Linked DNA regions of Mus musculus: region 2 is linked to region 1. A link is a contact called in public HiChIP or PLAC-seq data. All regions are on one chromosome and are shown on one strand. Each heading gives the region's core, a stretch centred on a gene start, on an enhancer-like site or on the middle of the called end of the contact. The rest is flanking DNA. Distances are from core to core; before and after follow the strand shown. Region 1 holds the start of Vav3 (vav 3 oncogene). Region 2 holds the start of Gpsm2 (G-protein signalling modulator 2 (AGS3-like, C. elegans)).

What was found. HiChIP or PLAC-seq counts read pairs in DNA pulled down with a chosen protein or histone mark.
Region 2: a contact with region 1 is called in a FOXA1 HiChIP or PLAC-seq map of pancreatic cancer cells. The contact joins the promoter of Gpsm2 here to the promoter of Vav3 in region 1. A contact is called at or near these places in 1 of 115 datasets of contacts at active chromatin or transcription factors (pancreatic cancer cells) and 1 of 9 other capture datasets (adipose tissue).

Annotation. Positions count from the first base shown.
Region 1 is chr3:109,338,331-109,343,274 of GRCm38.p6, forward strand. Vav3 (vav 3 oncogene) reads left to right here and starts at 2,353. Exons shown (of 27, transcript NM_020505.2): 1 at 2,353-2,912. The coding sequence starts at 2,709.
Region 2 is chr3:108,719,932-108,724,875 of GRCm38.p6, forward strand. Gpsm2 (G-protein signalling modulator 2 (AGS3-like, C. elegans)) reads right to left here and starts at 2,368. Exons shown (of 15, transcript NM_029522.2): 1 at 2,110-2,368.

The DNA of each region.
Region 1 (4,944 bases), core at 1,103-3,602:
TGATTGGTGGTTTAGTCCCAGGGAGCTCTGGGGGTACTGGTTAGTTCATATTGTTGTTCCTCCTATGGGGCTACAAACCCCATCAGCTCCTTGGGTACTTTCTCTAGCTCTTTCACTGGGACCCTGTACTCAGTCCAATGGATGGCTTTGAGCATCCACTTTTGTATTTGTCAGGCACTGGCAGAGCCTCTTAGGAGATAGCTATATCAGGCTCCTGTCAGGAAGATCTTGTTGGCATCCACAATAGTGTCTGGTTTTGGTGGTTGTTTATGGGATGAATCCCCAGGTGGGACAGTCTCTGGATGGTCATTCCTTCAGTCTCTGCTCCACACTTGTCTCTGTAACTCCTTCCATGGGTATTTTGTTCAGGCCCGAGAGTCTTACAAGGTCCACAGTGATACTCCTGTCTATGTATTCATTCCAAGTACCAAGGCGTACTCTTTTTTTTATTCTGACAACCCAACGTGGCAAGGGTCACTTCCTTCATTTTATAGGTGAAGAAAATGAAGGTTAGAAGAATAGAAGTTGCCCAAGGTTATCAAAAAGCAGCTTAACTTGGATTCTAAATCCAGGTTTGTTTACTGGTCGGTACACATGATCTGGATTTTGGAAATATTTTAACAGTATTAAGGGATGATCTGATGCTACCTAAAATGAAATGCTTGGCTAGTCTTTGCTTTTTCCTTATCATCTTTCCTCTTTTCCAGCGCCACTTCTTCTTATGCAGGACCACATTTTAAATGGCAAGTCATGTGTGTTTTGTTTGTAAAGATCTATAATGAGTAACATGGCTTACAGTACTTGCCTCTTTTTGATGGTTTTGCATTCTGAGTTTTTAGGAAAGTGGTAGTCAACAGCCAACCCCCCCCCCCCAAAAAAAATCACATGGAAAATTCCAGAAAGAAAAAGTATATATATTTTATACATTCTTTCACGATTTATGATTATAATGTTCTATTTTATTGCAACACTGCTGTTGATAATCTTCGTGCCTAGGATGCACTTTACAGTTTCGGTGATACAGTATTGCTAAGGATTGATCCTCCTGTAGTTTCAGGCTTTCAAACCTATTATGGTCTAGGAAACATTGTGCTATTGATGGACTCCACAGTGTGCACAGAGGAAGTTGCTGGGGACGGATGCATGCGAGGAAAGGAAATCCTTAGGCTGATTTATTATTGTTTAAGGCTGGTTGTGTACACAGCAGGCCACGCTTGCTACAGTCACGCATAAAAGAAGCGAACTTCTGTCCCAACAGATCATGTACTTTTTAAAAGTTACGTTTTGTCCTGTTTATAAAATCAATAAGATCCACAATCGAAAATTTGAGCTACAAATATCTAATGAAACAGCAGCAGCAGCAGCAGCAGCAGCAGCAGCAGCAGCAACAACAGATATAAAATCCCACCAAACTAGATTTCAATTAAAAAAAAAAAAAGACTAGCGAAGAGGGCATTTACAGGGAGTTGTCAGAGTTCAGTGAAATAATATATTACTACAAAAAGCTTATACACCCTTTTCGGCTTTGTAGGGCAGTGGGAATAAAAAAGACAGGGAGAACCTTGCCTCAGTATGACAGAGTTGACATGTGTGGGTGTGTGTGGGGGGGAACTTTCCAATTTTCCCCAGGGTTCTCCAAATATGCTGACCCAGTCTCTCAGTGTCTCGGTACTGAAGCGATTTGAGCTCAAACCTGGTGGCAAGTCACTGACGCATGCGCGCTCTTGCCTCTGTGTCACCGGCCAGTTTTCTTTTTTTCTCAGGCAGGATTTTGAAGATCAGCAAAAGGCGCTGGACTGCTTTAGTGAACAGTTCCAAGCCTGGGAGATATGCAAAACCTACTTCTTTCCCTCTACCTAGGCTGAAGCTGCAATTGTCCCCACGTCACGCACTTTCAAGGTGTCAAAACATTCTCAGAAGAAACTGACTTTCAGGAAGGGGCTGAGGATGGACCTGGAGGAGGCGGGACCAGGGGCCGATCACAAACTTTCCATGCTGCGTTCTCCAGCTGCGCGTAGTGCACATCTCATTTCTCCAGGCTCCCTGTGTCCCAGTTAAGCCTTGGCTCCTCTGAGACCCTCTTAATTTAAATCGCATTCATTGTTCAGGGTGTCCCCGGGGACACCCCTGCGAATCTCAGTGTTCAGCCACACTTCCTAGGAAGCCGCGCCGATGGGCTAATCCCTGGACGCCCCGGGGTTGTGCAAGCTCCACTCATCCGAGGGTTCACGGGCGGGCGGGGGCGCCGGGATCCCCTTTGTGGCCGCCGCCCCAACTCGGCCCGCTCCTCCCCCCAGCCGCCCCGCCCTCAGCCCCGGACCCCCAGCCAGGGCGGCGGGCACGCTCGCACCCGCGCCTCCGGGGACTCGCGGACCGCACAGACCGGCCAGGCGCGCTGGGCATGCTCAGTCGCGGGGCGCCAGGCTCGCCAGTCGGAAGCCAGTGCTCAGCGGAGCCGGCCGGGGCGCACCGAGAGCGCGCGGCACTCGCTGCTGCAGCGGCGGCCGGGCCGCGGCGCATCCGGGCGGGGACCCGAGGCGAGTCCCACGCGGCGTCCCCGAGCCGCCGGCAGCGGCGCCCGCTCCAGAAAGGCAAAGCGAACCAGGGGCCATCAGCGCGACTGGCGTCGGCGGGGCTCTGACGCTCCGCGGCGGCCACCTCAGAGTCGCTGCCCGCCCCGGCCGGGCCGGGTCCGGGAGCCGTCGGACATGGAGCCGTGGAAGCAGTGCGCTCAGTGGCTCATCCACAGCAAGGTGCTGCCCCCCAACCATCGGGTGACCTGGGACTCGGCGCAGGTGTTCGACCTGGCGCAGACCCTTCGCGATGGAGTCCTGCTCTGCCAGCTGCTCAACAACCTGCGGCCACACTCCATCAATCTGAAGGAGATCAACCTGAGGCCCCAGATGTCCCAGGTATGGAGGCCACCCCGCGACCCCGCTGCCCGTCAGAGGCTCCCATTAATCATCCGGATAATTTCTTTGTGTAAATGCAAACATCTAGGTGCGCTCCGCTTTGCCCTGCCTCTCAGTTCTCAGCTTGGGGGCTTTTCCTCACTTGCCTTGAAATGACTTAGCTTCTAAGCAGAACTAATAAAGCCTTGCGTCGGGAGATGGTGTATGGAATCCTAAAGGTTTCTGGGAGGCGGGAAGAAATAAGTTATCCTAGGGCGCGTTTCACCTTTCTGCCCCCCCCCCCCGTGTGTGTGTGTGTGTGTGTGTGTGTGTGTGATAACAAAGAGGGAGTCGGCTCTAAAATAACAATGAGAAGGGATGAGATGAAGCGGTGGGGTTAATTTTGCTTTGACTTATTTTTTGCTTTCATTTGGTCCTCACGTTCTGGAAAGAGGAACTGTGCCATAGATGAGGACTCTAGGAAGTGGAGGGCGTTTGGTACCGTTATCTGCTCAGAGGAAATAAACCAAGAGGGACACAGAGAGCCTTCCTGAAGTTCCCCACCCCGCCCCCTAAGCCCGTGGCCTGTTAGCAAACTGGAAGGTTGTGTTTATAGCTTGTCTGAAAACGTAAGGGGAGCCAGCCCAGCCTCCCTCACCGGTGGCAGGAAGTGAGAAGTTTTGCTGGAGACTCTGCTTTTTTTCATTGGGTCTTGCGATCAGGTAGCTTGGAGGCACTTGGGCTTCTGTGGCCTTAGCTTGGAGATACCTCTTTGAGGGTTCTGATTAAAATCCAGTCCTGGAAGGCACAGAAAGCAGTGGGTTCCTCAGAGACAGCTCAAAAAGCCACATGCAGCCCAGTGCTGCTTATTTTTTGGGCCGGTCGGAAAGTTTCTGTTAAAAGGATGTTCAACACAACTCAGAACTTCTATTTTCTCTTTCACACGCACACGCACATGCACACGAAAAGAAAAAGAAATGTTTCAACTTAAAAGGGGAAGGAAAGAGACCTTTTAGTGACATATTTTAGCACTAGCCCTGTATGATTCAGAGACTTACCACTTACCCAGAGCTGTGTCCTTGCAGAAAAAAGTGATCTTATGCAGTTTAATAATCTCATAATTAAAGCAGGAACTCCCACACTCTGCCCTGGTTGTCAGTATTTCATCAGGGTCGATCCTCACTTCAAATTCTGTGTCCCCTGTTGGTAAGCAGTCTCCAAGGAAAAAAAAAAGCAGATATATAAGTATTGAGTGCCATATGTGTTTACAATAAGGATCAATTATTTTAGACTCTCTTAGAAACCTGAATGATGGGTGATTGCTAATTCTGTGGACTTGCCCACAATTGTGGCAACCATAGATAGTCCTGTGGAGGGCTTCAGTGGTTGTTTCTGTACTGTCTGAGTTAACTGTTAGGAGTAAGGTTGTGCCACGCACAGGAGTCACTTGTTAGATCTCCAGTTCCATTTGATCAGTAGTCTCAGTAGCAGCATGAAGTCTTGTGCTTTGATGCCACGTGCTGTGCATATTTCCTCGAAGTTTAGTTTCTGGAACTTTCAGCAGTTACTCATCAAAGTGTTCTTAATAATCAAATTTCTCTCTTCTTTCTTTTTTCCTTCCTTCCTTTCCTTTTCTAACTGCCTGCCTGCCTTCCTTCCTTCCTTCCTTCCTTCCTTCCTTCCTTCCTTCCTTCCTTCCTTCCTTTTTGGATAGCTGGGCATTCTTTGACATTCAAGTCTTTATTTGACTGCTGACAGTGCATGGGATCTTGTCAAGTGGATTCTCCTCTTTCTTCTCTTAAAATGCATTATCTATAATGTAATCAGTTTGATGACTGAAGGTCATTATAAGCATCATTGATGAAAAGGAGCAGGGCATGATTCTCTAAGAATTCTATTTCCTACTGAGGCCACCACAGTGAACATATCAAGATAGTTAGTTGCCCTTAAGGAATTATTACACTGATATCAATAAACCACCAGATTATAGTGAGGTAAGTAGGGCAGTGAACTGACTCTTCATTAGATTTTTCTTTTGAGTTTTTAAGTCAGT
Region 2 (4,944 bases), core at 1,118-3,617, 620 kb before region 1:
AGCAGGAAGCAGGTGAGGGCAAGAACTGGGGTTCAACCATCAGGATAAAAGGGAATTCTGTAACCGTGCAAAAACAGAGTTTATAACACATTTCTAACAGTGGAGAAGACTATATTTATATTCTTGCAGATTCAAGTAAACTTTGCTCTGTGTCTTTGGAAAGGTTAAAAGCTATGGGAAGTGTTATTTGCTTTAGAACACACACACAAAGCGAGACCATCGTTACAAGGGTAGATAGATCCCTCCACACTTCATAACAAACCACCGACTGTATTGTGGTTTTAAGTAGAATTATGTGCCACAAGTGGGATTCAGAAACACATGGCCATTTAAGTGCAGTAGCTGGTGCTTTGAGATTAGGGAGTAGTCTCAATCCCACCAGTAGCCTATTAATTACACAGTTTTAAAAACAAATGCCCACAGGTGTGTGGGGTGAGGGTGGGGGTATGTATGTTTGTTTGTTTGTTTTTAGGTAAGTCTTGGAGTACTTTATGGGTAAGAAAGGTGAAGGCTGAGGATGTGGTTTGGTTTTGCTCGGCATACACCTGCCCTGGATTTGACCCTAAGCATGTATGGTGCACACCTGTAATCACAGCACTGGGAGGATGGAGAAAGAGAATCAAAGAGTGCAAGGCCAAATTCAGCTATCTGAGACCCTGTCTCAAAACTACACTGAATGAATGGAGGGAAGGAAGGAAGAAGAAAGTCAGCCAGCCATTTCATACCAGGTGGAATTTGTGCACATATTACAGCCCAGTAGCTGTAATCCCAGCTACTGGGCTGAGACAGGAGGATTCCAAGTTCCAGGCCAGCCCTAAACATTTAGCAACAATAGGTCTCAAATAAATGAATGAATGAATTAATTAATTAATAAATGAATAATCTGGAATTACCTCAGTGATAGAACTCTTGCTTAGTGTTCACATGGTTTAGAGTTCAAACCCAAGTACAGAGGAGGTGAGGTGTGGGGAGCCACACTATATATAGTGCATTACCTTTGTAACTAGCCTACTATTAAATCTCAGGTTTACATCAAAACATACTTGTAATAGTGTATGTCTGACCTACTGAAAATTCAGCTAAACTATTTTTCCGTGGGACACGCTTCCACAATACTCCACAGTCTCTGAATTCATAACCAGTCCAATCCTCGAATTGTAAGTTAGAAATAGTTTGCAAGAGGGGCCTATGAATGCCTAGAACCGGCCGGGCATCCCTGAACTCCCCCACTGCCCTCAAGTCAAAGGACAGGAACCTTCGCTTTTGAACTTAGGCGGAACGAATCTCTGCTCTTAGCACGTCGAAACCCCAGGCAAAAGTGCTCTTTACCAGAAGCAATCACGATGGTTACTAACAAGCCGGAAAATCTTCAGTTTAGCCTTCCAAAGAGGCAGTCTGAAAATTCTGCTTCGCTGGTGACAAAAACTTACAACACAAACCACACAGCAGTCCAATCAACACAAAGCACCGAGAGGAGAGTCAAGAACTTACCTATTCTAAGTCTACCCGGCGTTTAAATAATGCATTAAGGCAAATAAACATTGCCATCATTACTCGTTTCAACAGAGTTCAAATGATACTTGTTAAAGCCACCTAATTGTTTACCATTAAAATACAAGGAAATTACGTTTTCCACTTTTCATCTGAAGATACTAAGTTTACAGCTTTCCGGCTAAGATCTCAAACATGTTACGCTTGCTATAAAGCTGGTTACAACGATCTATCAGTTTCGCTTGCCAGTAAGTCTGGGATCCGAAAAGTTCAGGAGTTTAAATGTGACTTGACAAAGGTGTCTGGTGTGGAGACCCGGGGCCGGCGACGTGCCTGGGATTCGAATCCACTGGGATTCGGCTTTGTATCCACCGTCTGTTACGCTCGGAAAACGCGTGAAGTCGCTGCATCCCAGCAAGTATTTTCAAGGTCTGCAGAAGCCCGATCCCCAGTCTCCCCTCACTTAGGGGACAACAGCCTAAATGGTGCGGGTGCGAAGCCCCCCACGGAGCTCCCGGGTCCCAGCGTCACCCGAGCCCGTCGAGCCTCGGTGGTCCAGAGACCCCCGCCCCACGCCCCCACACACCCCACTGGGTCACCCCCTCAGGCTCCGCTCACCTCCCTCCGGCCCGCGGCTCCTGAGAACAAGGAACCGCTGCAGGGATGAGCGCCTCTGGCCGTAGACTAGGAACCGCGGCGCTTCCCCAAGTCGGGTCCCGGCGGCGACGCCGAGCCAAGCAGGGGCACCGCGGGAGGCTGGCGAGCGCCCCGGGCGCCCGCCCCCGGCAGGTCACGTGGGCCAGAGCTTCGGCCTCCCCCTGGCCTCTCAGAGGGTCTCACCGCCAGCAAGGCTCCCTCAGCGCCTGTACTCCTCTGCGCCTGCGCCTAGCTCCAGGCTCGCCCATTCAAACTGACAACGCCCCGCGTTTTTTGGACCGGCCAATGGCACCGGTGGGGCGGGGCTAGGCGGGTGGAGGGCGGGGCTAGACGAGCCAGGGCTCCCTCCTTCTAAAGATCTGTGTGTGGGGTTTGCCTCTCGGACTGTAGCGCTTGATTCTCCTCTGCTGCGGATAGATCCTCCGCCAACTAGAAGCTTATTGTCCTCGAATTTCTCCTTCAGATGGCGAAAAGTGGGACAATAAACATCAGAGTTCAAGCTGGGTCTAGTTCAGACTTTGAACCCAGGAGCCCCAGTCCACTGCCTCTTTCCCTGCAGGCTCAGTCCCGCCCTGGGAAAGTCTTCCAAGAGGCAGATGTGAGAAAGAAAGAGGCCTGTGTGAAAGGAACAGAGGGTCCCGTGTGAAAGTCTGAACAAGGAGCCTCAGTTCTTGAGGCAGTGTCACACACAGTTCTGGCGTTTCCAGATGTTGGGAAAGCAAACTTCTTCTGACTGCAGGATCGCTGGTTCCCAGGAAAAGCAGAGATGGCGAATTTAATCCGCTCCGGCGGCTTGCATTCCCATTCTATTCATGCCTTCATATCAAGTTCACCAAAAAATAGATCTTAGCTTGTTCATCAAATGTTTAAACTAGAGTCTCTGCTGTGAAGCTGATGACGTTGGTTACATTACATTATCTATAGCCACTGCCTATTTCTCCACTGGGATGAAATTTTAATGTTTTACAGGATTGGGCACCTGTTAAAGAAATTCTAGTTTCAGCATCTCTGTGGTGATGGCCGTGACCACTATATGTGTGTCATGGAAAACTGTATAGAGATAGTGTTAGCACCAGCCAGACCTGGGTTTGAATTTCAGCTCGGGCCTCTTCCTACTGACTGATTTTGAACCAGTTAGGCGTCTGTCCTCTGTAGCCTTAGCTTCCTCAGCTGTAAAACACAGATAATGAGACCTCCTCTAATAAGGTCTGTCATGATGCTTCAGGAGGTAAAGTTTATGAAATGGTTAACACAGCTGCTGACACATCGAAGCTGTTCAATAAGTGGTTCTCTTATTATTATCAGCGAGCACCCTTAATACCAAGTTCTTATAAAAAGCTGAATTAGCTGGTTGTACTATTTCAGAGGTAGATATTATAATTCTTCCATACTCATAAATTCTTTGTGGGAATTGGTACAGTAAACCACAATAAAAAGTATTTTAAATTCTGCATAGCCAAAGCGAATCGTTTCTTTCCTGTGCCCCCTTCTCTCATAGATTGGACTTTTTATCTCAGCTATCAGCAATGTCTATCTTCCTAATCAGTTGAACTGTTTTGTAAATCTTCTTTCCAAACGCATGCATCCATGAGATTGTGCCATTCTTCTACTTGAAGACATTTAATGGTCAAAAAACAAAACAAAACAAAAACAAACAAACAAACAAACAAAAAATAACAAGAGTCAGGTATTGTCTCACATACCTTTAATGCCAGATCTTGGGAGGCACAAGCAAGTGGGTCTCTGTGTGTTTGAGGCCATCTTGATCTATGCAGTGAGATCCAGGACAACCAGGGCTACATAGTGAGACCCTGTCTTTTAAAAAATAGAATATATATTTATATACACCTACTTTTTAATAAGTGTAGTTGAGAGTATTATATATGTAATATAAAATCCACACAGACTTTGAAACTGAAATATGACATAGAATATTTAATATATTTAAAGAAAGAAAAGCATGAGAATAAATGAATCAAGGACTACAAAAACCCAAAACTCTCTATATAAACCATATATAACTATATATGTATATATTTATGATAGCTTATACAAATATCCTCAGAGGACAGAAGGGCAGCAGAACCTAGCCCACACAGACTTTGAAGTGCAAAACGACATAGGTAATAAAATAAGGAAGGTTAATGTATTTAAAGAGACAAAAGCATGAATCAAGAACTGGAAAAAAAAGAGACAAGAACAGGAAGGTTTTCAAAAGAAAAGGAGAATTCCAATGAAACTTTTAGTATAATAGGGAAGCAACTGACATTTTAAGTTCAGTGCACAGGTTTGACAAATTAAGAGATGAAAAGTGAGCCATGCATGAGGTGCAACTCAGGAAACCATTCTCAAACAAAAGAGAAACGAGGAAAGAGACTGAGATGCCCCAACACGTTTCCAGTTAAAACCTAAGATGATGGGGCTGGAGAGGTAGCTCAGCACCACGTGGTGGGTTTCTACCCCTCCAGAACTCCAGTTCCAGGGGATCTGACGCCTTCTTCTGACTTTCTTGGGCACCAGGCGGGTGGTACACCAGGTCAAACGCTCATATAATGTTCTAAAAAAAAAAAAAAAGTTTAATTCAAAAATAAGGCTGGGAACACAGCTCAGTGGCACATGTTAACTCCCAACACCAGAAAATAAAATAAAATAATATAATATAAAATAAAATAAAATAAAATAAAATAAATGGCAGGGTATAGTGGTGCATGCTTTTAGTGCCAGTACATTTCCTTTCTTTATTAAGTTGATTATCTCAGGAATTTTGTCATAGTAACAGAAAGCTAGTGAACAGTG